2 separate regions of the Arachis hypogaea genome follow, and region 1 is linked to region 2. A link is a contact called in public Hi-C data. All regions are on one chromosome and are shown on one strand. Each heading gives the region's core, a stretch centred on a gene start, on an enhancer-like site or on the middle of the called end of the contact. The rest is flanking DNA. Distances are from core to core; before and after follow the strand shown.

Evidence for each region. A called contact is a pair of places that touch in the nucleus more often than the background predicts.
Region 1: a contact with region 2 is called in a Hi-C map of an unstated tissue, with 5 times the contacts expected there. The contact joins the promoter of LOC112737513 here to the enhancer-like site in region 2. A contact is called at or near these places in 4 of 8 Hi-C or Micro-C datasets (leaf and an unstated tissue).

Annotation. Positions count from the first base shown.
Region 1 is chr13:17,314,305-17,320,505 of arahy.Tifrunner.gnm2.J5K5, forward strand. It overlaps LOC112737513 (S-type anion channel SLAH1), which reads right to left and starts at 3,911. Exons shown (of 2, transcript XM_025787446.3): 1 at 2,977-3,911; 2 at 927-1,322. The coding sequence starts at 3,756. The coding sequence ends at 1,023.
Region 2 is chr13:17,250,415-17,256,336 of arahy.Tifrunner.gnm2.J5K5, forward strand. No RefSeq gene overlaps it. Among protein-coding and RNA genes, the nearest start is that of LOC112737510, 12 kb to the left of the region's middle. Within about 2 kb of position 3,582, at least 2 of the 3 cell types and tissues checked have open chromatin away from gene starts, as enhancers often do.

The DNA.
Region 1 (6,201 bases), core at 2,661-5,160, 64 kb after region 2:
AAAAAAAAACTCATTCCAACCAAAATATGCCTGAGCTTAATCTACCAATGTTTAGCCATCAACCAAGATATACTGAAAATGATGGTTAGCGGCGTTGAAATCAAATATATGTTAATTGACTACTCCACAAGAGTTTAGTTCAAGTACATGTATTTAGCTCTTAGCAAACAATATTTATTCAAAATAGTCTGCATATCATTTTCTAATTTTTCCATCTAAAATCAACGTGTTATTTGCCTCACTTGCCTAGTGAGTTGGTCACAGCTTGTTATTAGCAACCCTCCTCACAAAATGCATACAACAAATTAAAAATCTCCTTGTTCTATTTGGTTCCCACTTTGGCTATACTTTTTCTACAGCTCAGCAAAACCACAGTGCTAGCATAAGTTAAAAAAAAAATTATTTAATACATTTTTTACGAAGATGATATTACAAATTATTAGATAGTTTGACATGTTTAATTGATTATGTTTGACCGAACTATCTAACAGTTTATAATATCATTTTTATGTAAATATATATTTATTGAAATAGTTATTAAAAAAATATTATAAAGTACAAGTTTTTTCTTGAAAAAAGAAAAGATTCTGAATTATGATTTAGGATTTAGAATAATTTTGTCTATTAAAAATTAATAATCATTAAAATTTATATAATTATTTCAAAATATCAAATTGTTTATTTTATATTTTTATCAAACCATTTTCATCATTCTACAATAAACACCAAGCAGTTTTATTATACTACACAAAGCAGCGTTTCCTATTTTTTTTTTCACTTATGTAAAAAAAAAAAAGGACTACAATAACAACTATAAACTCTTAGTATTCCGTCTTGGTGTTGGATACTCCAATTTAGTGATTTACTAATTAAGAAAAAAAAAGATAAAATTATGCAGCATTTTGTACAAATCAATAACAATCACATATAAAACAGCATCTTCTTTATTTACTAACATACATATGAAATATTTGGCGGTATATATACATTTATTTACTAACAAAAATCTCCTCTTGGTAAGACTAAACATGATTATTGACGGTTACAACATTATTAGAACTTTCTGATGAATGATCATGTTGAGTTGTTGAGGGTGAGGACTTTGCAGCAGTGTTGAAGAAGATAGAAACAAGTACTAAGAATAGTAACACCAAAGCTGAGAGTGTTGATAAGACTAACATAATAGCATGAGGCATAACCCCTTTAACTTGTTGTGCATACTCTGCTGAAGCCAGTGCCAGTGCTGTGAGGGGAAATGAATAAGCCCACCATGCCACACTGAATTTTTTCATTGATTTTTTGAATAGCAGAGGCCTTGAAACCTGTTTGTACAAAATTACAAAAGAAATTTAGTCAATCATATATCAAATGAAATGTTTCTTTGAATTTAAAACATGAAAACTTATTAGAATTTAATTTTGATGCATGTTCAGAATAAAGTAGTTTTACATGTAATACTATGTTAGCAAAAATAACTATTTTTTATATTGATCGCATGAATGATCATAAAAACAACAAATATTATTAAACGATGAAGTAAAAAGTTTTGTACTGTTAGTATATCAAAATTAAACTCAACTTATTGTTCCTAAAATTTGGTTAAGTGCATAAAAGTCTTTGTTAGTAAAGCTAAAAATAATAAAGTTTCACAAAGGAAATAATTAAAAGTAGCTAAAAGTTTTGGATAGGACAAAATGCAAATTCCTAATATCATGTATTTTTCAGAGTGAGAACTAGATTACAAGGATAGTCCCAGTTATCCAAAATTTGGCAACAATATACAGGTTATAATCAACTTATATAATTACGCAGGGACCAGTTTTCAAGTGGATCTTCAACTTGGATACATCCAAAAAGATCAGCAAACCAAATCACAGAATGAGAAGTTCATAGAACGTGTACAATTTGAAACTTTGCACCGTCATTTTCTATTTTGATTTTTTTTTCTTTTTTCTTTTTGAAAGTACATGTTTAATTGTTCATGGTCGCTTTCCTTAGGACTTCAATAAAAAGCCTTCAAATTTTTATTTTCAATTCTCTTGCTCCAAGTTGACATCGGAGAAGAAACAGTCTTTCTATCTCTAAGGAAGAGACTGCTGGTTCAGAAACAAATAAGACTAGTAAAAAAATGTTTAAAAAAAAATCATCTCTGAGAAACTAATATATAATTTAAGAGAACAACTAGGAACCAAAAGTATATCAGTCAAAAATCAGTCAAAATGTGTTTGGGTTCCATAAAAAATCGGGTTTTGGTTTGTGCTCCGTGATCTCATGAGCGATTTTTAAACATATTATTCAAAAAGTGATTTTAATTAAACAGTTTTGTTTACTTTTTTGACTGATCACATTTTAGTTCCATATACTTTTCCATAATTTAAAAATAATATCACAAATAAAATAGGTGTGTTTCTTCAATATCACATTCAACAACATCTAGTCACCAAAAAAAACATTCAACAACATCTAATAATGAATAAATAAAATAAAAAATGTTTAATAACAAAAAAATATTAATAAAAAATTTCTAAAACCTACTACTTTTTGTTTTATTTAATGTATTTTATAATAAATAAATATTAAATAAAATAAGTTCAAACAATTTGAACGGATTATCTTTTGTCTTTCTGACATTAGCAAAATATAAAATATTCTTTAATTATTAAAAATAACAGTCTATTAATAATAAATAAAATATTATTTTAATTTTAAAAACACTTTTAAAACATCATCACCACTGTAATATACGTCTTATTAATAACTATAACAAAATCTAACCGCAGTAAAAAATGTTGACACAGAATATAATTAATTTAATATTTTTTTTAATTTTTTATATTTTAAATAAAATAAAAACTCAGATGCAGTTAATTTTACGTAAAATTGATACTTGATAGTCGTTAGATGATTTGACTAATTTGACTTCACATAAAGTCAACCTTTAAATAAATAACAAGTTTGAATAGAAAAATGATTTACCAAAGACAAGAAGAGAAAGAGGGAGAGGAAGAACAACATCTTGCAGGCGCTACCAAAGCCGCCACAAATAGAGTTCCATGCCACGCTAGCCATGCTCGGCGCGGCGAAGAACAAGAAGAAAACTGGCCGCAACATCGCCGGGAGGCTATTGTTCCCGGACAATCTCTGGTAAAGAGTAACAAATAGCACCAAATAATGTGCAATGCCAAGAGAGAACATGCAAATTGCGCTCTCTTTCCATCCCATGTTGGCCGCGGCTTGCGAACCAACCAAGTTCCCTATCACCGACAGTTGGCTCGCAGGGTTCGCCACGGTCGACAGGAATCTCTTCCCCTTAGTAAACCACTGTCCATAAATCTTGACATCCAGGGCGAAAATTGGAACGGAGAAAATCCACCAGAGTGCATGGTAGTAGTTAGTTTTGGAAGAAATGAAGGGTGATGATTGGAGCAAAAGGAGCCATGAGATCCATGGAGCAAAGAGGTAGTTAACTCCGACATGGTCTAGGAACTCGTCCTTAACCATGTGGAAGTGGAAAAGACATCGGAGGACGTAGAGAAGAGAGAGCGTGAGGAGTGTGAGAAAGGCGAGTGACCAGAGAAGAGTGAAGGCGGTGAAGGGTATATAGGTAAATATGCGTCTAAGAGCGTGTGCGTCTTGGATTGGGTTGATGAGGGTCTTCCATAACAAGGCTTGGCTGCAAAGGGAGAGGCCAATCCTGAAGTACCCTGCATGGAATTCTTTCAGAATTTTGGATATGGAAGATTTCATTTCTTCCATTTTATTATTGCTTCGTATTATTATCACAAGATCTTGGAACACATATTCATAGCACTACATGTGATTCTTGTTTCTCACTACTCTCACCCATATATATATACTTTCTATCATTGTATAGTAATGTATATATACTTTGTGCAACGAACTATTTATATGGGTTGCTACAGACGGTTATATATTTATAGATCAACTATCTACTAAACTTAATTATTAGTGTAAAATATCTCTTAAAATATAAAATATATATTAAAAAAAATTAAATAATATATATTTATACACAAATATATAATGATTAATTTAATATTTAATTTTAACATATATATAATATTTTTATATTTATAGAGCAGATTTATCATATCTATAGTACAAAAATACAATATATACATAAAAATTAACTACTAAATCAGTCATTATATTTAAATAAGATAATATATAATTTAATTTATTTTTAATATATATTTTATATTAATAACTGATTTTAATATATATTTAATATAATTATATATAATAATATTTTTTATTTTAATTTTTATTTTTAAAAACTACAATAATTTTTAACTAATTTTTTTCACTAATAATAAATTTACAATGTGTTTTTATCAGCACACATATTAATTAAAGTCTAATAATGACACCTCTATTAGGAGTGAAAGCGAAAGTTAATATGGCGGCTGATATATTTAGCTGTCCTTTTTGAATTACAAGTGGTGAACAAGGAATAATGTAGGCATTAAGTATTATGTTTATGATAATAACACGGAGATAATATCTAAAATTATCTTATATAACATAATATATTTATAATTTTATATATATAATATTTGTAATTATATATTTATTATATTTAAATTTTAGTAATAATTAATAAATATTAAATAAAATAATTTTAAATTATTTAAGTATATTTTTATTATTTTTTAAATATTATTGATATGCTTATTTTACTCTTTTTTTTGTTTGTGATATTCGTATTTTAACGAGTGATAAAATGTATATTTTTTATTTTTTTTTTATAAAAGTAGGTATTTTGTTAATAAATTATAATTCAACTAATATAATTTTTCTATATTTACCTAGAAGTTAAGTCGCGGATTCGAATTTTTCCACCTTTGAAAAAAAAAAGTATTTCATCCAGGACCGAGTTTTGATGTTCTTCTCAAGCAATTTTTAGAAAGATGACCTGGAATAATGGAAGAAGGGAATAGTAATAATCCCCGAGTAATAAATAAAGTGAAAACAACTAAACAATTTATTAGTCGGAATGAAACAGGAAATGACAGTTCTTTAATTTAGACTGACTCGGATATCAGCAGCCCTTTTTGATTTTGTGGCTCTTGGAGCCTTTATTCATGCACATAGCAACCACTTTGTTATGTTTAGAGTTTGTTAGTTGTTTACAGCTATACTTCTCGTTCTTTAACGGCCATTTTGATTTTAGCAATATACCCATTAATTAATTAATTACTCTTTTATCTTTTAATATTTTAAAAACTTAATTAATCTGATTGTTCTATAATTTTATTAAATTTATAACTAAATTTTTATACTTTACAAATTTATAATTAAATTGTGATATTTTATAAAATTTTGAAATTAATTAATTCATTATTTTTACAAAAACATTAAAAAAAATGAATATTCCTAAATATATTTTTGCAGGAACTTAATTAAAAAATTATACATAATAAGAAATTAATTACATCTATGTTTAAAATAAGAGAGTAATCTAAAAAAAGTGTTGTAACTTATTTTTGTGAGTGTCACAATAATACAATATACAAAACTATATATAGATGCTAAGAGAATTAAAATAATAAAAATATAATATCTTATAATGAATATACAGATGTGCTAAATAATTATAAGTGACGCTAATTGATCTAATTGATTTTAATTATACTCTAACATTCTCCTTCAAACTCAAGTGGGGGCTAAAGATACCATATTGAATTTGGATATTAGAGTCTAAAAACGAGTAGGATGATGAGCTTTCGTGAAAATATCAGCAGTCTAATCTAGAGTCCCAACAGCTACGAGACGAAAAGCATCAATAAGGAGACGTTTCCAGACAAAATGACATTGAATCTCAATCTGTTTGTTGCGTTCATGAAAAATATCATTATGAGCAATCTGAATAGCACTGCGGTTGTCACAATAAACATCAATTGGGGACGACTGAGGAGAACCCCAAGTCTTCAAGAAGCCAATGAATCGAGACAACTTCGATAGTGGTATTAGCGAGAGCACGGTATTCAGCTTCAGTGCTTGATCGAGCAGTGAACGTTTACTTCTTGGCTCGCCAAAAAATGAGAGAGTCACCAAGAAACAAACAATAACTAGTAGTAGAATGACGATCAATGGGATCACCAGCCCAATCAGCATCTGAGTACGCATGAAGGGTTAAGCATGAATGGACAAAAAAAAGAAGACCATGAAACAGAGTGC
Region 2 (5,922 bases), core at 2,332-4,831:
GTTTCATTGGGAAATCTGTTGACTAGGAATTTTAACTTACTTAATCATATATGCTTTAGCTGTTGTTAAAAGCAATATTTTTGGAATATCGTCTCTTGTGAACTCTTATATGGAATGTAAGTTTCAACTGTGAGTTGATGCTAATTTTAAGTTCATATTTATTTTAGAATGGTTATTTTAGGTATCTGGGAACTGAATCAGTCCTTTTTTCCCTTTGTTTCCAGTTAAGCTAACTTGGGATAACTTGTTTATCAATCAGTCATTTTTTCCCTTTGTTTCCATTTTCTTATGAACACCCAAATATTTAACATGATATGATTTCACTTGTTATAGACCATAGACCACTGTGACTCCTTTTTAAATATTTATAACTCTTCCTAATTATTGTGTCCTGTCATATGGATTTGGATGTTTTATTAGCATTCATACGCTAGGATTTGGATTTTATCCTTGGGCGCTCAAACACCACAAAGTGCAATGTGACAGAAAGAGACAGTACGCTGGGCAAGTCTCTCATCAACTCCATATGGCCTAAGACTACAAATTCTCTCAAAGCCTCACTTCAGTTCCACTCCTTTCTTCTCTTTCCCCTTTCCTTCATCCAATCCTTTCTAATTCCTCCTTTAGACAATCTCAAACTGACCCCTTATCCTCACACTTCAAAAGAGAGAGAGAAGAAATGCCTGGACTCACCGCACCTTCAGATTATTCTAAAGAGCCTCCTCGTCACCCTTGTCTAAAAATTAACTCCAAGGCAAGCCTTATAGTTATCCTAATTATTCCCAGGTCTCATGTGGTTTCATAAATATTTCATTTAAGTTTTGGAGATTATCAGCTTTCATTTTTTCCTTTTGACAGGAACCTTTCAATGTGGAGCCACCACGCTCTGCACTGACATGCTCGTACGCTACTCCTTCAAATTTGTTTTACAAGAGGAACCATGGCCCAATTCCCATCGTTGAAGATATTGAAAGGTTCCTTTTTTTTTCTCGACCTTTTTTCGGCTTAACTATAAATGGAAAAAATAAAATTAACTTTGTCTATGACCTACTTGGCTGAGGAGCAGGTACTCCGTTTTGGTGGAAAAGCCCAAACAGCTTTTCATGAAAGATATCAGGTTAGTGCACTGATTGATTCTATGGATTTGTCAAATAGGAATTGGTTACTGACCTGGTTATTTTGGTGGCAGGATATTGCCCAAGTATAATGTCACTACCACTTTACAGGTTGGTCTCAAATTAACAAGGAACATGATTTATTTCCGTTTTTCTTTTCGAAGGTATTTTTGTTTTTGGTATACATACTGCAAATGAATTTGAATGTCATTCTAATTCTCTATACTAATCTGTTATAACATGTATGCTAATCTATGTTAATAAGTCTCATTTTGAGATTCTTCATCAATCTCAACTCAAGGGAGATGTGAGTTGGTGGAATACATGTTCACTGCAAGGAATTGTGAGACCTCCCATGGGATGATCATATCCACCTCCCATGAGATGATCATATCCAAACTCTTCCTCAGTGGAATACATGTTCACTGTAAGGAATTGTGAGACCTCCCATGGGATGATCATATCCACCTCCCATGAGATGATCATATCCAAACTCTTCCTCAACTTCACTCAACTCTTAGAATGAAGCTTGGTTCAAATATGAAATGGGAATCACATAACGCTTTTGATTATCTCCGACATACACTGCAAGATAACCCTTTGGGACTTGTACGGATTTTGAAATTGCTTGCTTAGCTGAGAATGATGCCTTTCCCCATTTTTCTTGCGTATGTAGGGAATGGAAAGAGCAAGGGAAAGCTCTAGTGCTTAAGAAGAAGGTGTTCAAGTATTGATCTTCAGATTGCCAGGGAGTTGTGTTGTGTTGTTTCTGAAGGCAAGAGAAATGATTGTTGAAGGGGGATAAAAGATGGGGTCATGCATATGAAATCACGTGATGCTGTTTTAGAGTCTCAAACAATGGCCAATAATAGATCATAGCCTCCTACATGTTAAGGTGTAACAGCCAACTAGTATATATATGTGAGATGAATTATTATGAAGTTGAAAGCTATAGATAAATGGACTTAGAGGCGTCTATGCAAACTAAGTCTAATGTTGCATCATGTTTCCCATAGTTTGAGAAGTTCCACATTATGTTGCCCTTGAAAGGTGAAGTTTATATAAATACTTTGTTTAACAAAACCATAGATAAGGTCCTGAATCTTGATCATCATTTATTGACTTCATTATCAGCACCTAAGACACGTGAGATGTTACCAACTAATGGAAGAGATATACAGTACATTGCAAGAGCAAGAACTAGGTTTTACTTGTGCATTAATAAAGATTTCTATCAATACCTTGTGATTTCTTTGGATCCCTTGTACATATTACGGTAGACCCCCATCTTATCAAATATTATTTCTCAAGGAAGCCCTTAGTAACTATATGCAGTATATGTACTCAAACAACAAGGAAGAATTCAGTTATGACAATCCAAATGGAGGTCTCACAATTCCATGCAGTGAGGATGCATTTCTAAACTTCAGTTCTCAATTTTCCCTTGGAGCTCAATTTTTGTAAGAACCATTCACTTGCTTATAATTTTGTTAGACTGATGATCTATATTCACTTGTTCAGTATATCATTTGAACAAGTTAAATTCATTAAAGAATTGAGATATAACAATAGCAACAAGTGTTTTAAGTTGCAACAGTATCATGCCATAAGTTCATAATTACTTTCTCATTTAGAAAAAAACTTCTACAATTCCATAGGATTGAAAGCAAAATGGAAAGTTTCCACAAGACAAAGGATGAAGTGCCTTCTGTACAAATATCTCAACTAATTTATCTACATACTAATAGCATGATCTACATCTCATTCAAGCGAGAATCGATGCTTAAAAACTCATCCTTACTGCACAGAATTGTGAGACCACCCATTGGATGATCGTATCCATATTCTTCTTCAACTTGACTCAACAATTCTCGAAGTAAAGGTTGGTTCAAGTATGATATCGGAATCTCGAACCGCCTCATGTTGTCTCCAACATAGACTGCAAGGTAGCCTTATGGTACTTCAAGCCCCTTGAAAATTGTTTTTGCATGCGGAAACCCACATTGTATTGATTTTCAAAGAATTTGTATGAGAAATAAGTATTTGAGTTAGGATACTTGATCCATATTAGGTTGAAAAATATAGGTAAAAAAATTATAAAAATATTCATCAAAATATAACATGAACAAATTAAAATAAGAAGCTGCAAATATCAGTAATAAATAGCTAAAATTTAATATTATATTTCTATTTCAATGTAATTTTATGAGTGAAAAAAATAGATAAAAAAATGAAGGGCAAATGATCAGAATATATTACCAATAGTCTCCAAATCAGTCAAAGAAGCCATGAAGTTATCTCGGAAATAAAAAACACCAAAAACTAAAAATGGGCCTTGTGTAGCTCAACAAAGTAAATTTCCTTCGGGCTTTGGTCAGTTGAACCCAATTTACTTTTATTACACGAATGAAGACCTGTCCAAAACAAAACAAAAGATAATAACCCAAGAAATAAACGTTTGAAAAATTAGGAATTCCTAATAACGTAATTTGAGAAAGAGGAGAGCACCCCAGAAGATAATGTGAATGATAAGAAAAGAGAGGAACGTCGAACGTGGTCAATACAAAGAAGACATATAGTCAAAGACGAATAACGGCGTAGTTTATTCATATTTAGGGTTTTTTTTTTTATTTATTTATTTATTTTTTGTCATAACACACACCTACCACTCACACTTTTAAACTACAACCGAGTTATTGCTCACAAAAATAAAAATAAAAATAAATTATGTGTAATATATATTCTTCTAAAAAATTTAATTACAAATTTACAATCTTTATTTTTCTCCTAACCTCCTTCTTCACTAAAACGTATTTCTCGTGCTTTCAATTCACAAGTGTTCCATCTACGTTGTTAGATTGGGTTCACTTATATTCTTCTTCCCATAACAACCCGAAAGTGCCATTTTTGAGTTTTTTTTTTTTTTTTTTTTTTTTTTTTTTTTTCATACGACGGAGAGAACTGAAGAAGTGATCCAAGCCTCTTTTAAGTTTTAATCACTTTGCAAACCACGCCATTCAGATTCATTAAACATTTTTCTAATTATAAAGCGTTCCAATGCTACCAACAAACTAATCAACTTTGAAGAGTGGTTCAATTATTGGGCATCGATGCACATATTAGAGAATTTTAATTATTTAATTTGTTTATGCATGTTTTACAAAATTTTAAGTGGACTCAATTATTTAAGAATTACCATTATAATTTGTCACTTTAACTAAAGCATCAACAGCTAACTATAAATCTATCTCTCACCTCTTCACGGAAAAGAGATAAGCCGAAAATTGGTAATACTAGAAAGATAAAAAAAAAAATCAGAATTTATCTTATTAGTATTCATTAATTATTACTAACATTAATAATAAATGTTAAATAAGACAAGTTATGGCTAATTATGACTGATTTTTTATGGTTATCATACATTTCTAATCCGAAAAATAACATTTAACAATTAAGCAGGGAGACATCGATATTAGTCGAATCTTGTCCTTAGTGAAGGGATACGGCTAGAATTTGAAATTCAAAAAATAAATTTTATTTAAAGCTATTTTTTTTTTAATTATTTGTGAGCTTTTTTACTAGAGATGATAAATCAGAGAATACAATATTTTAAATAAAATTAATTTACCTAATATTTCTTTTATGTTTCTTGATGCGCAAATAAGCAACTAACTTTGCCTCCTGCTCCTAACTTCCACTCTAACCCCCATCTCCGATTTGCTAATATTGCTACTTTAGAAGTTAGTTACATAATCTATATAGCCATTATTAAAAAAAAAATTGGGCCTTCCTCTAACTTCTGTTACACACCACCGCATAACCGAACTCCCTTTTAATAATATGAGGTGCTTAATTAATTAAGTGATTATATTATAATAATAAATAATTAACTGGTAGCATTTAGCATATCAATATTTAATAGATTCATGTCTCTCTCCTGTAGATTTATGTGGCTGAGATCACGTTTATTTCACGCCTAAGATATTGGAGACTTATATATGTTTCAAAGGCATGAATGTAAGCTAGCTAATGCACGCAATGATAAGTTAAGAGTGTTAATCAATGTCAAAGAAACACCCATCTTCCAATCATTTTGGTTTGTGCTATTTTAATTTGAAAATAACCCTTTTTCTCACCACGATTGATTAGTAACTAATAAATTATTAGATTCGCATTCCTTTCCAATATAATCATCTAATGTGGCTTATGATATATTATTTATTCATCCTTATGTTTGTGTCATGTCTAATATATTGCCAATATGCCATCGATACTTCTTTATCTTTCTTTCTTCTTCTTTTAATTGCAACGGAGCTTCTATTAGAATTTAGATTTAGAAGTGTGCATGGACTAATCATATTCGGTACTTTTAACTAACCCGAAATAATTTATGTCTACCTTAATTTTCTAAGGTTACTCTAAAACCTTAAATAAATTGATCAACTTTCAGGAAAAAAGAATTAAAATGACTATTTATTTTAGTATCAACATAATAATTAAAATATATACAAAAAGCAGTTCACTAGGGCTACCAAGCGTTCTGCTAGAATTTTGAGATGTCCCACCAAAATTTGTCTTTTTTTTTTCAAATTTAAATTTGTTTAGATTAATAAACCATAATTGTTGCTCTGTGTCCACCACACCAACAATCAGCAAGGCTAGGAGAGAGGAGAATCATCATCACAATGAGCCAAATAGTGATGGTGAAAAAGAGGAAGTCGTGTTTCTTGGAGAGGAAGACATTTAAAATGGTGTCTATGCATGCACGAAAAGTTTAAGAGGCTGGCTATTTGCGGATAGATCTTTT